5 separate regions of the Mus musculus genome follow, and all the other regions are linked to region 1. The links are chromatin contacts, called in public HiChIP or PLAC-seq and promoter capture Hi-C maps. All regions are on one chromosome and are shown on one strand. The core of a region is the stretch at or near the end of the contact, and the rest is flanking DNA. Distances in the headings are between cores, read along the strand shown.

Region 1 (2,700 bases), core at 164-2,663:
TTTCCCTCACGTTCAAACTGGCAGGTAATACCAGTCAGCCATACTTTATTTCTTCCGCCAATGAGCAAATCCTTCACTTTCCCAGACTCAGAGTCCTGTTTCCAAAAACCTTTCTAGCACCAAGTCTGAGGTCAGAAACGGGTTAGGGGTGTCCGGGGAGACCTGACCAGGCTGGCTACCAATGGTTCCTAACAGTACAGGGATCGCTGCTTATCCGTGGGCCAAGAAACCCCCCTCCCATTTTTTATTATTAAAATAAGAGAGGGTGGCAGTGATGAGCGCGACCTCTTCTCCCTCCCCTCTCATTTCCCAAATGATAAAAGTTATGGTTTCCCTTTCCTGGGGGATGGAATTCAAGAGTACCTAGGGCCTTGCTATACAAACATCCTTCACGGCAGGGTAGGAAACCCTTTGTCCAAGAAGCCTGACACCGCAGGGGCCCGGAAAATAGGCCCCTTATCCGGAACAGCCTCAGACTCGTAGGCACCCCCAACATCCCAGTCCAATGGGGCTATCCTGGCATCCATACAGCGGTAGCTTGGGGCGAGGGTGCTGAGACCCACCCCTACCACCCACCCCACCCCACCCCACCCCACCCCCCGCGCCTAGGTTATGGAGGCCGAAGCGGCTCCAACTGGTCTCGGACTCCCTTCCACCACCATCACCCTCAGCTTGAGCGAGGCTGGGAGGCGCGATGCAGGCCCGGCCAGAGGAATCCAGGGAAGGGAAAAAGAAATCCCCTTCTAAAAACAGAGTGTGATGGCAAGGCAAGAGTGAGCAGTGGCTCCGGCAGGAGCGAGGCTGGGGCGCCGGAGACTGGCCGGAGCCCGGCAAGGAGGGGGTTGGGGGAGCCGCGGGGAGTGGAGGCCGTGCCGGCCCAAGAGCGCGAAGCGTCAGCAACGAGCCATAGCAGGGGGGCGGCCGGGCCCAGGCGGCGGGGAACGAGGGCTGGCCTGGCGCGGACGCCGGGGTGGGCAGGCCCCCCGGCCGCCGGCCGGCCGGAAGAACTGAAGGCCAGTGGGCCGCACTCACCATGAGCTCGATGGTCTTGTCTTCAATCACCGAGTCGGGCTCCATGGCGGCCCCGGCGGCCCCGCCTCGCTCTCTCCGCTCAGCAGCGATCGGCCCGGGCGGAGGAGGCGGTGGCGGCGGCGGCGGTGGAGGCAGCTCTCGCACCCACTCTAGCTGCCAGCCCGCCCGGGCCGCCCGCAGCTCCGCCCTCACCCTCGGCCGACGCAGGACGCACAGCGAAGACTACAACTCCCGGCAGCCGCGGCGGCTCGCGCAGCTTTGTGGGAGCAAGAAGCCGCTTGGTCCAATCTGCCGGCTTCTGCCACCGGAGAGAGCACCTAGGGGAGCGCAGGGCTGTGAGTGCCGGACGTGCAGAGCTGGAGTATCTAGGGCTTGCTCGCGATAGGGCCTCGCGAGCGCCGCGACTACTTGTCCCAGAAATCCTCGCGCGCGAGGTCTTCTTCCGGTTGGTCGTTCCTGACTTCCTGGCAGCCCGTAGCCGCACGGACCTGGACGGAAACTCCGAGGCAACTCCTCACTTGTCGGAGATCTTTGCAGTGCGAGCGAGCGATCTCCGCACATGCGCAGTGGGTGTCTGCGGTGCCCACTAGTCGTCTAGGCTGCAGCGCTGCCGTTCCGTGTGTGTTGCATTTGGTAGGGACAGATGGTGGAGACAGGTGGGTCCCAGGTTGCACTAGGAAGTGTGGGAGGGGGCCCGCGAGGTCGAAGACACAATTAAAGGAAGATGGGCATCTAAGAGTTTGGAGACTGAGCTGGGAAAGCGGTGTGTGGAGATCTGCCACACTGACTGGGAGGAGCTGAGCCATGAGAAAGAAGCTATACATTTTGAAGACACTTTTTTTTTTTTCCGAGACAGGGTTTCTCTGTATACCTGGCTGTCCTGGAACTCACTTTGTAGACCAGGCTGTCCTCGAACTCAGAAATCTGCCTGCCTCCACCTCCTCAAAGGCGTGCGCCACCACCGCCCGGCCGAAGACACTTATTTTTAAGCATTCAGTTTCTACTAGTACTGCCCTAAGCACTGGGAATGACCGGAGAGACCTCTGTTCTTATTCAGCTTAATTCTAGTGGGAAGACAGCAGACATTGACTAAGAGTTAGAAATGATATGAAGAAACGCATCTAGAGACTTCAGAGAACCTCTAACTCCTTGTGACTTCCAAGTCTGTCAATACCCTCGAACCAAAAGCCCCCAGGAACACGCTGATAGTTGAACAAGGTGGGTTTTTTCCTAGCTGAAGTAGAAATGAACATACACCATGATGAAGCAGGGACGTCTCAGTAAGAGACCTTAGGTAATGTAGAAAAGGATTTGAAGGGGCTTTGGAGCAGATACTGCCGGGAAGTGGGGGTATAAGACTGGGCACCTCAGCCTTATCTATGGGAAGTTATATTAGATTAAAACTAATCCAGTAATTGTTGACAGCCTCTCCTGTTAGCCAGATTCAAGTGTTTAGTCTTGTAGCTGTGTTTCAGGGACTTGGACAATGTCCATGTTTTATCTGTGTTCACAAATGATTATGGGGTGGTCTTGTTTTTGTCTTGATCCATAAGCTAAGGCCACAGAATGGCCTTGTCTAATGTTGACGGACTGTTAAGTTGTTTATGTTTACAGGAGACCTGGCAGTCAGAGCTGTTATAAAGTGTCTCAAGGGCCTGGCTCATTGTA
Region 2 (2,700 bases), core at 201-2,700, 370 kb after region 1:
TGAGCAAGTGACGGGACAGATAAGGCCTGGCACCCATATGGTTTCCTACTCTACCTAAGGGAGACCTTGGGGGATGGGGTGCAAGGGTCCAAAGTTCCAGTTTCCAAAGGTTTACTTCTGCAGAGGGGGTCTTGAATCCACATTGTTTTACATTTGAAATGAAGCCTCTCTTCTGTAAGACTTTAACATCAGAGTCGGAAGGTATGGCCTGCAGAGCTCAGGCTGGCTCTGCTCCTTCACAACAGCTCAAATCCAGCTTCTGGCGGGGAAACTGGGGTCCCCAGTGGAGTCCACGGTGTGACCTACGTTTTGATTTCTGGAATAGCTGATGGTATTTCTTCACAATGATGTGGACACCTTGGGAGTTGAGGTGATGCATCCCAGGTTAGTTAGTCCTGGGTTCTCCTATCCAGTGCTGTCAGTATTGGGTAAGGCAGCCTCAGAGGGGAGTACAGTGGACTTCTGTAGACTGGGATCTCATCATTTCCCCCACACGCAGCATTATTACCACGTCCATTTCAGAGCTAGTGACGGTAGAAAAGATTGAACCCAGGGCCTCGTATATAATGTCAAGTGCTCACTAGCAAGCAACATCTCTTTCCCTTTTTGAGAAGGCCTCAATGAGTTGCCCTGCCTGGCTTTAACTTCCTATCCTGCTACCCTAGTCTCCCTAGTAGCTGGAAATACAGGTCTCCACCACTGAGCCTGGCTGTCACTATTAATTACATAGAAAATTATACTGTGAATACTCCTGTGAAGGTTGCTGGCAAAAAATGGGTCCAGAGATCATAGTTGGGGAAACTCTGGGCTCCTTGGTTTAGGTCTTCCTATCTCAGAGGCAACCACTGGGGTCCCAAGGCTCTGGCTAATCAAGTGGCAGAATGGCCCGGGGGAGTAAGAGGGAAAACCTGGACCACAGTCCTGCCTGGCTCAAGTGCCCCGGTCCCTATGCACTCCCGCTGGTTCCGTGGGAAGGTCCCACGACCCATCCCAGGCACCTGGTTCCATCTCTCTGTCTGCTTCCCTCCCAGCCCCTTCCTACTCCTGACCTCACACAACACTCAAATCACACATGACTGGGATAAAGGCTTGCAAAATGAGTTAAAGTCATTCCTTTCACATCACACATCCAAACCATCAAAAGGCAAACATAAGTGCAACTCTCAGACACTGGCAAATATTCAAATGGTACCTTCTCATTGAGTAATAGTTGGGGGGCGGGGAGGGGGAGGTTGAAATACGACTATTTTCTCTCTTTGTAAAGTTTGAAAACATGATTGTTATGTGATGAGCAGGCTAGTACAATCCAGACCACCGCTCCTGCCTTTCTTACAGTTTAAAGTTTATACGCTCTGGTTAAATCAAGTGTATGACTTTAAACTGCAGACAGCTTTCCCTAGCGAGCTACTAGAGTGCAGCCAAGGCGTCGCGCCGGCGCAGTCGCCTGTCCGGGCATGCGCGGGGGCTGTGGAGCGCCGCTCGGCGAAGTCTCGCGAGAGTGAGCGCCGAGGCCGAGGTGCCGGCTTCCTCCGTGTCCCTGCGGGCCCGGCGCCTGCCTTCGGCTTTTGCGGTCCCTACGCGAGTTCCTCTCAGGCGCACGCCCGGGCTCCCGCAGGATGGGGGACAATACCAGCCCCATCAGCGTGATCCTGGTGAGCTCGGGCAGCAGGGGCAATAAGCTGCTCTTCAGGTACCCCTTCCAGAGGAGCCAGGAGCACCCCGCGTCCCAGACAAGTAAGTGGCTCCTGGCGGTCACCCGCCCCGCCACGCGCAGTGCACAGTGCGGAGGAGGAGGAGGAGGAGAGGGGCCGCGGCACGACTCCTGAGTCTCCAGCCCATGAAATAAAAATGCGTAAGAATTGCCAGCTCCAGCAGTGGTGCGCATCTGGGATCCCAGCGCCCCGGACGCGGAGGCCGGGGTATTGCCATGAGCCCAAGGCCAGCCATTTCTCCAGACAAATCCAGAAAGACACCAGATTTTACAAGCACAGACACGAATTTATAAGTTATTTTAGAAAATATAAGCGACTTTAAGGTCTGAAGTTGATCTTGAACTCTGGTCCATGCCCATTGTGGATAACTGCTCACCATCTTGATAATCATCCCTCCTGTATATAAACTCTGAAAGTGTACCCACCAAAAAATAAAATACAGCATCATCCTTTCCCCGAGCCCCTCAGAGAATCTCAGGACACTCATTTGTTATTTTGTAGCATCCGCCTTGAAGGTTCTTGGAGTTATTGAGCACATAACTCCTGTCTAGTCGCAGTACACTGCTGCATGGATCAGGCATAGCCTGCCTCTGTAGGCAGTGTTCTTTAAAGCTCGCTAATATAATACAAAGGGTTTTAAGTTATAAAAACATAAAGATGGTACCAAGCTCTCAGAACCCCCTCCCTCATCCCCCTAAAGGGCAACTATCGTCACCATTTTCCAAATCTGTTTATACACAAGCAAAGCACACATTCCAAGTACAAAAGGAACTACATGGCCCATTTTTTCCCTGATATATATATATATATATATATATATATATATATATATATATATATATATATTGAAATAGACCGGATGGTCTTTTTGCTCATTTTCTTCTGTACTTTATGTCTATGTCTTAAACAGGTTCAACCTCACCCTGAGACAGGTTTCCTGTGTAGTCCTGGCTGTCCTGAAACTCACTCTGTAGACCAGGCTGGCCTT
Region 3 (2,700 bases), core at 200-2,699, 300 kb before region 1:
TAGTGTTTAAACAATGTGGCTTTCATTCCAGCATTGCTTGGGGCATTGTAAGATTTTCAAGTATTTTGGCAACAAGTAGCTACAATGACAAAATGACAGACTCAGATGAGGGACCTTTCTAAGGCCTGGAAGACTTGGTCATGGGAAGTTTCCCATCAGTATCCCCATGCTTGCTGTGCAACTCCAAGGTCCCTTGTGTAGCCCTTGCCGGGCACTTACACACAGCTTCTGTAGACTTGCAACCTTTTGGGTTGCTTACAGGTTTAATACAATGCTATTCGACACTGTTGAATAGCTGGAGGAGAAAAGGGTTTCTACAGGTTCAGAGCAAGCACAGCTTTTCTCTGAGTAGTGTTGATCAGATGTGGGTTGAATTCATGAATGTTGGATCCATCTTTCTCGAGGACCAAGTGTGTGCCCGGCAGGATGCCAAAGGGCAAAGAGGCAGAAAGGTCCTGAGTTGACAGAGGCAGGAGCCTCCACAGCTTAAGTACCTGCTGTTCTCTGAATCCAGGGCTGAACCCTCATCTAGACGTCCACATCTATGGTCCAGCATGGGAAGGCAATAGCCAAGCAGACAAAATCAAGTTTTTTCAAGACAACAGTGTAATGTTTTGGGAAATCCAAGAGAAACAGCTTTGGAGGAGTGTGATTCTGCTCCCTGGGAAGGTAAAGCCCAGAGAGCAGTGGGGGGAGGGGGGTATACGGAGGTGAGTGCTTTGGGCAGGGGGGGGGGGGTTGGGAGCCACAAAGATGTTGCTAGGGATCCCAGAAAGACCAGACGGTGGTGTGCTGGAACATTGTAAGGGAGAGCTGAAAGGAAAGATGGAGCAGGATGGACTGCTGGGGTTACACAGGGCATGCGCTCTGGCGCTCTGGCTACCAAGTGGAAGATGCAGGTAGGTAACTGGAGCTATAGGCAGCTTCCTAGAACGAGAGAAGCCAGATGATACTCAAGAATTGGAAAGGTGACTTCGGAGGCGAAGAAGCAGAGGCAGCTGGAAGCAGGTGAGTCTGAAGGTAGAAGGTCAGAGAGAGAAAATGGAGGCAGCAATACTAACTAGGAGCAGAGATTGGATTGCAGAAAGCCTTGCTGGAAAGAAAGCTGCAGCTGCAGCATCCTGGAATGGAGTCTGATTTGCATAAAAAGCTGAGTCTCTGTGAAGTTCCACCCCGACCAATGGGTGGTTAATTAGGTTTATTCATCCAACAGCAAACATTTATGGATGCTGGCCCCACTGGAACTTGCAGCTAGGGGTCCAAGAAGAAGAATGAGAAGAGCAGATTCCTGCTCAGGAAGTAGAGAGCCACCTGGGAACCTTGCTGTATAGAGGATTTTTGTGACCCAGCATCCTATGAAACAGATGGTTGCCCTCCCCCTCAGCCTACACTCCAGCTCCCATTTTCCCTGGCTCAGATAATACACATGGCTGCCACTGAACTCAGGCAAGAAGAGCCAGGCCTGATTGACAGTTTCCTGTGTGCCAGGCCTAGTATCAAGGGTTTGTCACCAACTATCTTACCCCAAAATAGAGCTCAAGGCTTGGCAAGCTTCCTGTGAAAGGCTGGGCCATCAAAAGTTTAGGCTCGAAGGCCAAATGGTCCCTGGAGCGGCTATTTCAATCTACCATTGTACATGAAAGCAGCCACAGACTAAACATAAATGAATGGACAAGACTGCATTCCAATAAAGCTTTATTTATACAAATAGGCTGTGGGCCAGGGTTGGCTCCACACCATATTTTGTTAATATAAGATGGAGTACCCTTGCTGTAGACGAGGAAAGTGAATGTTACAATCAGGGCCCAGAGGGTTTCCTGAAGATAAGACTGTCAGTGAGGAGTTAGCAACAGGGAAGGCTATTTCCTTCAAGGACAGCCACGTGCCGGGCAGTGGCGGGGGGGGGGGGGGGGGGGGGGTGTGCGCAAACCCTGGGATGCAGAGATATCAGGCAGAGGCAATGGACAGTTGCTGCGCCCTTGGAATACTGAGTCACTGCCTCATTGATGAAGTGGGGGTGATACTCTGACCTGGGTCCCCTCTGTCGTCAGCTGTTGTTCTCCTTTTGTCCCATTGGAGACGAGGGTATCGGTGAGTCAGGCAGAGGAAAGCAGGCTGGTCAATGGAAGACATTCAGACCCCAGGACAAGACAACCAAGGCTTGGGGAGGCTGAATAGCTAGCTGCTCAGTGGTGTGGTACCCGAGCATCATTGATGGAGCCCCAAACCTCTCTTGTTCCACATACCTTCTGCTGACACGTGCTATTCTATGTAGCACTGAGCACAAAGCCCAGGGTCTCATACATGTGCTCAGTGAGTCACACCTCAGCTCGCCATGTTCTCTTTGGGTAGAGCATGACATGTGAGAGGTGACAGGCCACAGGAGAGCCAGGAAGGTTTGCCGCAGGTGGAAGCTGCCCTCCGAGGGAAAACATCTCCAAATGTGGTTCCTTCATAAGATGTTAGAACCAGGGGAAGCCTGTGTCAAATCCCAGCCTGGCTAATTACACCTCTGTGTCTTGGGGGAGCTCCTTTTACCTTACTGAACCCCACTTTCTCTCTCTGTGAAAGAGCCAAATGTCTTTCTTATACAGAACGGTTTTCTAGGGGTTCTCAATAGAACATATGGCCCACTGGGATGTTAGTTTACCAAGGAAATTCCCAGGACCCATCTCAGACTGCATGAACCCCAGAGTCCAT
Region 4 (2,700 bases), core at 7-2,506, 480 kb before region 1:
GCAGTCGTCCCTCAGCTGGGCCCACGGTTCTAGCGGTTCAGGAAGATTTTATTACTTTGGAACAGGCCAGAAAGCTGCATGTGACACAGTAGTGTATGTTAGTATGTGCACATACATGTGTGTGTGTGCATGTGTGTGCTTGTGTTTGCATCCATGTGCATGCATATGTGTGCATTTGTGTGTATGTATACTCACTTGCCGGGCTTGGATACTCCCTGAAGGCTGCCTTTCATCTCTTTATATCCTCATGTGCTTGTTCATGAAGGTACTGAGTACGTTTCTCCCAAAGGTTCAAGAGGAACTTGCCACTCACCGTAGCTCTATTGCTAAGTCATCTCTCTGCCCTCTGCTCTTTGTAAGGACTCTCTCTGCTTCTATACTGAACTGAGAGTGAAGTCAGTTGGGACAGGTGGCATGGGAAATGGGCCGCTGCTTAGGAACTTGTGCTGGGAAAATTGATTCCATTATACTCAAGATAACGGGAGAATGGTCAGTCCTGTTGAAGTGGTATTTGATTTCTTGAGCCTTTAGCTCTGCTCTTTGGTCCCTTATCCCTGGGTTGAGGACCAAGGAAATGTCACATAAATAATAACTGCTTCCTTTAATTGAGCACCTACTATCTCCCAGGCATTGGGCAAAAAAAAAAAATAACTGCAGATAATTTTGACAGGTTGGCACCACTACCATTCCCATTTCACAGGTGGGAAAGCTGAGGGTTGGCCACATTCCTGGGCACTTGTCCCACGTCCCATACTAGAGCTAGGCGGGATTCAAAGCCGGGTTTGGAAGGGACAGATTCCAACCACACACCCATACCAACCCAAACTGCAAAATAATAGTAATCCGCAGAGCGTCGGATGCCTAGGAGTGGTTTCAATTAGTGATTCACTTTCCGCCGTCGCAGGCCGGTCGGCGAGGGGGTCCCTCAGCGGCTGGGACGGCGGGCAGGGGCGGGTGTCTGGTCCCCTGGCCTGGCCCGTCCCCGTCTTGGCCAGCAGTTTCCTGCGGCGGCTGCCCAGCCCCGCGTCAGGCGCTTTGTTCTCCTGCCCGCCTGGGCCTCCTCCCAGACCAACCTGCTTTGAGTTTGAGACTCGCTTTTCTCCTTTGCTCCCTCTGTGCTCTGTGCCCCCCGCGCGAAGTCCGGTGCCGCCTAGTGCCGCCTCCTGCCTGCGCTCTTCCCGGTATCCTGACCCCCAGGAGTGCCATCGCGGGGTCAGGAGAGCGCCCAGTCCCCACTGGCTGCAGCCCCCGCCGCCTCCTGCCGGCTGGCCGCTGAGTCACCGCTTCCAAGGGAGCCGGCTCCGATTTCCTGCCCCCTTGCCCTCTCTCCCGTCATTAATATTGGTGACGGTTCAGCTGGCTCAAGGCACAGCAGCGAAGCGGGCCCTATCCCCTGCCTCCACCTCTGCACCCTCCTTCCAGCCCAGCTGCCTTGGCCACCCTTCTGGACACAGAGGCTTGGTGGCCCCCATCCCTGTGCTGGGTGGGGTGGGAATCATGCTTTTGGTAGGCTGTCGGTGGCCCCTCCCTGCTCACCCAGACTGTGTGGGGAGTCCCCTCTTTGATGGCTGGGTGTGTCTCTCCTATACAACCTGGGCTTACCCCTCAGCTCTTTCCACATATTGCTGCCCCAACCTTCATCGCCTGCTTGGGAAGCTTCAGGTTCCAACTGATCTATCTTCTCTTCCTCCCTGGACCAGTTTAGGGCTCAGTTTGGGTTCTTTGTGCTGCTCACACCATCTCCAAGATGTGGACTTAGGGCTTCAAGCATGAGCCATTACAGCCCTACCCTGCTCTCTCCATGGACCCTTCTTCTTGGCTCACCTTCAGTGGTCTCTAGATTTAGCTAGCCCCTAGCTAGCTCACTGTCCTCCCTCAGCCGTCTATGCCCCACCCCCACCCTCCAGACCCCCACTTGCTGAGCTCATAAAGAACCTGAGGTGTGCAAAAGCAACAGAGGGCCTAGATTGGCTCTTGCTCTCAGCCTCCTGTAGGACCGATGCCAGGGGGATTGATACCCTGTCTCAGTCTCACTGAACCTTGGGGCTTTGTAAGGGAGACTCAGTCTAGCATTTAAGGAGGCTCTGCCTGACTGTCTCTTCCTCCTTCCCCTGTGAAGATAGGTTTATTTTACTTTATTTTATTTATTTTTTTGAGACATGGTCTCCTCCAGCCAAGGCTATTCTGGGACTCTGGAATTCCCTATGTAGCCAAGGAGGACCGTAGGCTCCTGATCCTCCTACCTCCCGAGCGCAGAGACTGGGGGCATGTCCAACACCCCTGGTGCATGTGGTGCTGAGAATGCACCCAGAGTTCTGTGCGTGTCAAGTAGGCACTATATGGACTGAGCTACACCCCCAGCCTGAAGACAGGACTTGACATTACTTCTGCACCCATGGCAACTCTGACCTCTGCTGCCTTAGATGGAACACCTTAGCAGGTATTTCCTCTTTCCTGGTTATAGGTGCCAGCCTCGAACATCCCTGGCCAGTGCTCTTTGGGCCCTGAAAACAGCTATTTCAGATGCACTAGCCATTGACGGGAGCCATTCATTTCCTCTATCTGTCTTGGAGCCCTGCATGCTCTGGTGGCCCTGCTCCCAGCCACTTCTCTCAACCATATCCACTTGGCCAGAAGGTAGCACAGTCCACAAAGAGTTCCTGAGCATCTATCATATGCTAATCAGAACCTCCTCGTCTG
Region 5 (2,700 bases), core at 71-2,570, 440 kb after region 1:
CTTGCCTACTGTTATGGTTTGCATATGCTCAGCCCAGGGTGTGGCACTATTAGAAGGTGTGGCCCAGTTACAATAGGTGTAGCTTGCTGGAGTAGGTGTGTCACTATGGGCTTGGGCTTTAAGACCCTCATCCTTGCTGCCAATATTCTGCTAGCAGCTTTCAGATGAAGATGTAGAACTCTCAGCTCCCCCTGCACCATGCCTGCCTAGATGCTGCCATGCTCTTGCCTTGATGATAATGGACTGAACCTCTGAACATGTAAGCCAGCCCCAATTAAATGTCCTTATAAGAGTCCACGTGGTCAGCCACCTCAGTGAAGTTGGAGATTAGGTTGTATTGAATAAACTTTAAAGGAAAAAAAAAAAAAAGGAGTTGCCTTGGTCACACTGTCTGTTCACAGCAGTAAAACTCTGACTAAGACACCTATTGTGTGTTAGGATTTTCAATTAACACTGGGCCTGGCGATCCTGAGAGTATTGTATCAAGAGGCTCCAGGCCTGTACCTCAGGTCCAGGGTGCAACTGACCGGCTACCTAAAACCTTTGATAACAAAATGTCTTTTGTTTGTTTTGAGGCAGAGACCCACTACTCCAGACCCTTGGCTGGCCTGGAGCTCTCAATGTATCAGGCTGGCCTCAAACTCACAGAGATTCCCTTGCCTCGGCATCCCGGGTGCTGAGATTAAAGGTCTGGCCAGACAAGAGATGTTTTAATAAAACACAGAGGGAAGTACAAATAAACTTGTGTAACTCAGTGGTAGAGCACTTATTTAGCATTCGAAAGGTTCTCAGTTTGGCTCCCAGTTCTGTGCGCACACAGACGTTAAATAAAAACACCTTTGATTGGCAAGGTTAAAGAATACATTAACTACTAAGTCACGCATACTGAAGTTTCAGGCAAAAGGAAAAGACTTGTCACACTCATCCTGAGTTCATATCTTAGTGTTTGTTTAATTCAAACTTCACGGCTCAGAGGGGCTCCTCACCCTAAGCGTTCCACTTATGCGCAGAAGCGTCTTTCTCTGGTGGGACCACCAGCGCCCATCCACACCCCAGAGCCCTGTCTCGCACCTGGATCGGAAGGTCGCAGAGCAGCGGGTCTTGCACCACCATGGCGAGACCTTCTTGGAACACGTCCACAGCCTCGGAATGGGGCAATGTCTCCTCATCATCCTCGTCGTCCTCCGGCACCTCCGGCCGATCCTCAGCCTCCGGGTCCTCCAGGACTGCCTACTACTAGACTAGTGTTGCTTTCCGGCGCTCCTCCAGCCTGCCCTGCCTTCCAGGTTGATAAGCAAAAGGCGCGTGCGCAGTGATTGTGTCCCGCCCCGACGAGATAGCTTAGCCAATGGTATACTGCGTGGCTTCAGTAGCCAATGAAATGTGCGAGTCTTCGGGAGGCTGGGAGCGTGCAGACAGCAGGTTATTGGCTGGATAGAGCAGGTCACGTTGGTGGTGCGAGCGGCGCGGGAGCTACGAGCTATTCTGTTCCCCGCTGCTGAGCTTCTCTTCGGTCTGGGCTGGTTGTCAAGGAAGGCCAGCGTTGCTATCGTTTCGCGCAAGACACCTGTCCCCGTGCACGGCATCACCCAACAAGGTGACGCTGGGAGGCGGGCGCCTCCTGCTGCCTGGGGCCTGCCGTTGCCACTCGCGTGCTGTTGCCCCAGCCAGGTCGCTTCGCAGTCACTTGAGATTATGCCATGGGCTCCATTCCAAAAAATTGCCTAAAAGGTCCACTTTAAAGTAAGGTGGAAGCCGGGCATGATGGTGCACGCCTTTAATCCCAGCGCTTGGTAGGCAGAGGCAGGCGGATCTCTGAGTTCGAGGCCAGCCTGGCCAGAGTGAGTTCCAGAACAGCCAGGGCTATACAGAGAAACCCTGTCTCAAAAATCCAACCAACCAACCAACCAAAAAACCCACCAACCCCCTCCCCGCACAAAAACCAACTCCAACTCCAACACACACACACACACAAATAGAATAAAAAGTGAAGTGAAGCTTTGGCTTGGTGGCACACACCTTTAATCTCAGCACACAGGAGGCAGAGGCAGTTGGATCTGAATCGAGAGCTAGGTCTGTATGGGAGAGCAGGGACTACAGAGGGAAGTTGTCTAAACAAAACAAATCTAGGCGGGACCTGTGGTCCTCGGAGCTGTCAAGGGCAGCCTTGCCATGCGCTGATCTCTAGTCCTCGTGTTCTTTTACACCACCAGTCCCTGTAACAACTGTTCTTATGAGGACGCTGTGTAGGCAGCACTGTGGGCTTTTTCTTTTTTCTTTGCTCCCGTCACATTCCCTGGATAGCTACTTTAATCACTTGCCTCATTTTTAAAATCCTATGTGTATGGGTCATTTTCGGCGTGTATTTCTTCTGGGCACTGAGAAACATCGTGTGAGTGCTGGGAATCAAATTTGGCCCTCTGGAAGAACAACAACCGTGTCTCTCTCTCTCTCTCTCTCTCTCTCTCTCTCTCCCTCCCTCCCTCTCTCTCTCTCTCCCTCTCCTCCCTCTCCCTCCCTCCCTCTCTCCCTCCCTCCCTCCCTCCCTCCCTCCCTCAATCATGGTTATCCTACTTAAAACTCTTATCCCCTATGCCAAGCTTGTTGTACGCACTTGGAGAAAATCCTAGCACTTGGAGAGACTGAGGCAGGAGAAAGGGTTTAAAGCCCAGGAGAGTTGCACAGCAGAGATAAAGAAGA

The links. Promoter capture Hi-C pulls out the DNA fragments that hold promoters and counts their contacts. HiChIP or PLAC-seq counts read pairs in DNA pulled down with a chosen protein or histone mark. Capture Hi-C pulls out chosen DNA fragments and counts their contacts.
Region 2: a contact with region 1 is called in a promoter capture Hi-C map of adipose tissue. The contact joins the promoter of Nprl3 here to the promoter of Fbxw11 in region 1. A contact is called at or near these places in 11 of 39 promoter capture datasets (the 3T3-L1 cell line, embryonic stem cells, frontonasal cranial neural crest and 6 more), 2 of 484 Hi-C or Micro-C datasets (both in embryonic stem cells), 2 of 115 datasets of contacts at active chromatin or transcription factors (embryonic stem cells and large pre-B cells) and 1 of 9 other capture datasets (adipose tissue).
Region 3: a contact with region 1 is called in a promoter capture Hi-C map of hippocampal neurons, with 2.8 times the contacts expected there. The contact joins the enhancer-like site here to the promoter of Fbxw11 in region 1. A contact is called at or near these places in 1 of 39 promoter capture datasets (hippocampal neurons), 2 of 484 Hi-C or Micro-C datasets (cerebellum and uterus) and 1 of 115 datasets of contacts at active chromatin or transcription factors (the NIH/3T3 cell line).
Region 4: a contact with region 1 is called in an H3K27ac HiChIP or PLAC-seq map of cardiomyocytes, with 3 times the contacts expected there. The contact joins the enhancer-like site here to the promoter of Fbxw11 in region 1. A contact is called at or near these places in 2 of 39 promoter capture datasets (the C10 cell line and cranial neural crest) and 15 of 115 datasets of contacts at active chromatin or transcription factors (astrocytes, cardiomyocytes, craniofacial prominence and 11 more).
Region 5: a promoter capture Hi-C map of hematopoietic stem and progenitor cells shows a contact between it and region 1. The contact joins the promoter of Snrnp25 here to the promoter of Fbxw11 in region 1. A contact is called at or near these places in 13 of 39 promoter capture datasets (the 3T3-L1 cell line, the C10 cell line, the HPC-7 cell line and 9 more), 4 of 484 Hi-C or Micro-C datasets (B cells, CD4 T cells, embryonic stem cells and 1 more) and 5 of 115 datasets of contacts at active chromatin or transcription factors (embryonic limb bud and embryonic stem cells).

The regions. Positions count from the first base shown.
Region 1 is chr11:32,641,268-32,643,967 of GRCm38.p6, reverse strand. Fbxw11 (F-box and WD-40 domain protein 11) reads right to left here and starts at 1,413. Exons shown (of 13, transcript NM_001271347.1): 1 at 1,033-1,413. The coding sequence starts at 1,077.
Region 2 is chr11:32,266,457-32,269,156 of GRCm38.p6, reverse strand. It overlaps Nprl3 (nitrogen permease regulator-like 3), which reads left to right and starts at 1,450. Exons shown (of 13, transcript NM_181569.3): 1 at 1,450-1,734. The coding sequence starts at 1,617. RefSeq lists enhancers at 1-211, 1-374.
Region 3 is chr11:32,940,275-32,942,974 of GRCm38.p6, reverse strand. No RefSeq gene overlaps it. Among named protein-coding and RNA genes, the nearest start is that of Gm12111, 15 kb to the right of the region's middle. Within about 2 kb of position 1,449, at least 24 of the 459 cell types and tissues checked have an H3K27ac peak or open chromatin away from gene starts, as enhancers often do. A contact at or near this core is called in hippocampal neurons, where this site is marked.
Region 4 is chr11:33,121,482-33,124,181 of GRCm38.p6, reverse strand. The region is part of intron 4 of Fgf18 (fibroblast growth factor 18); the gene reads left to right. Among named protein-coding and RNA genes, the nearest start is that of Fgf18, 25 kb to the left of the region's middle. Within about 2 kb of position 1,256, at least 50 of the 459 cell types and tissues checked have an H3K27ac peak or open chromatin away from gene starts, as enhancers often do. A contact at or near this core is called in pancreatic cancer cells, where this site is marked.
Region 5 is chr11:32,204,035-32,206,734 of GRCm38.p6, reverse strand. Snrnp25 (small nuclear ribonucleoprotein 25 (U11/U12)) reads right to left here and starts at 1,320. Exons shown (of 5, transcript NM_030093.3): 1 at 1,072-1,320. The coding sequence starts at 1,113. It also overlaps a transcript of Il9r not described here.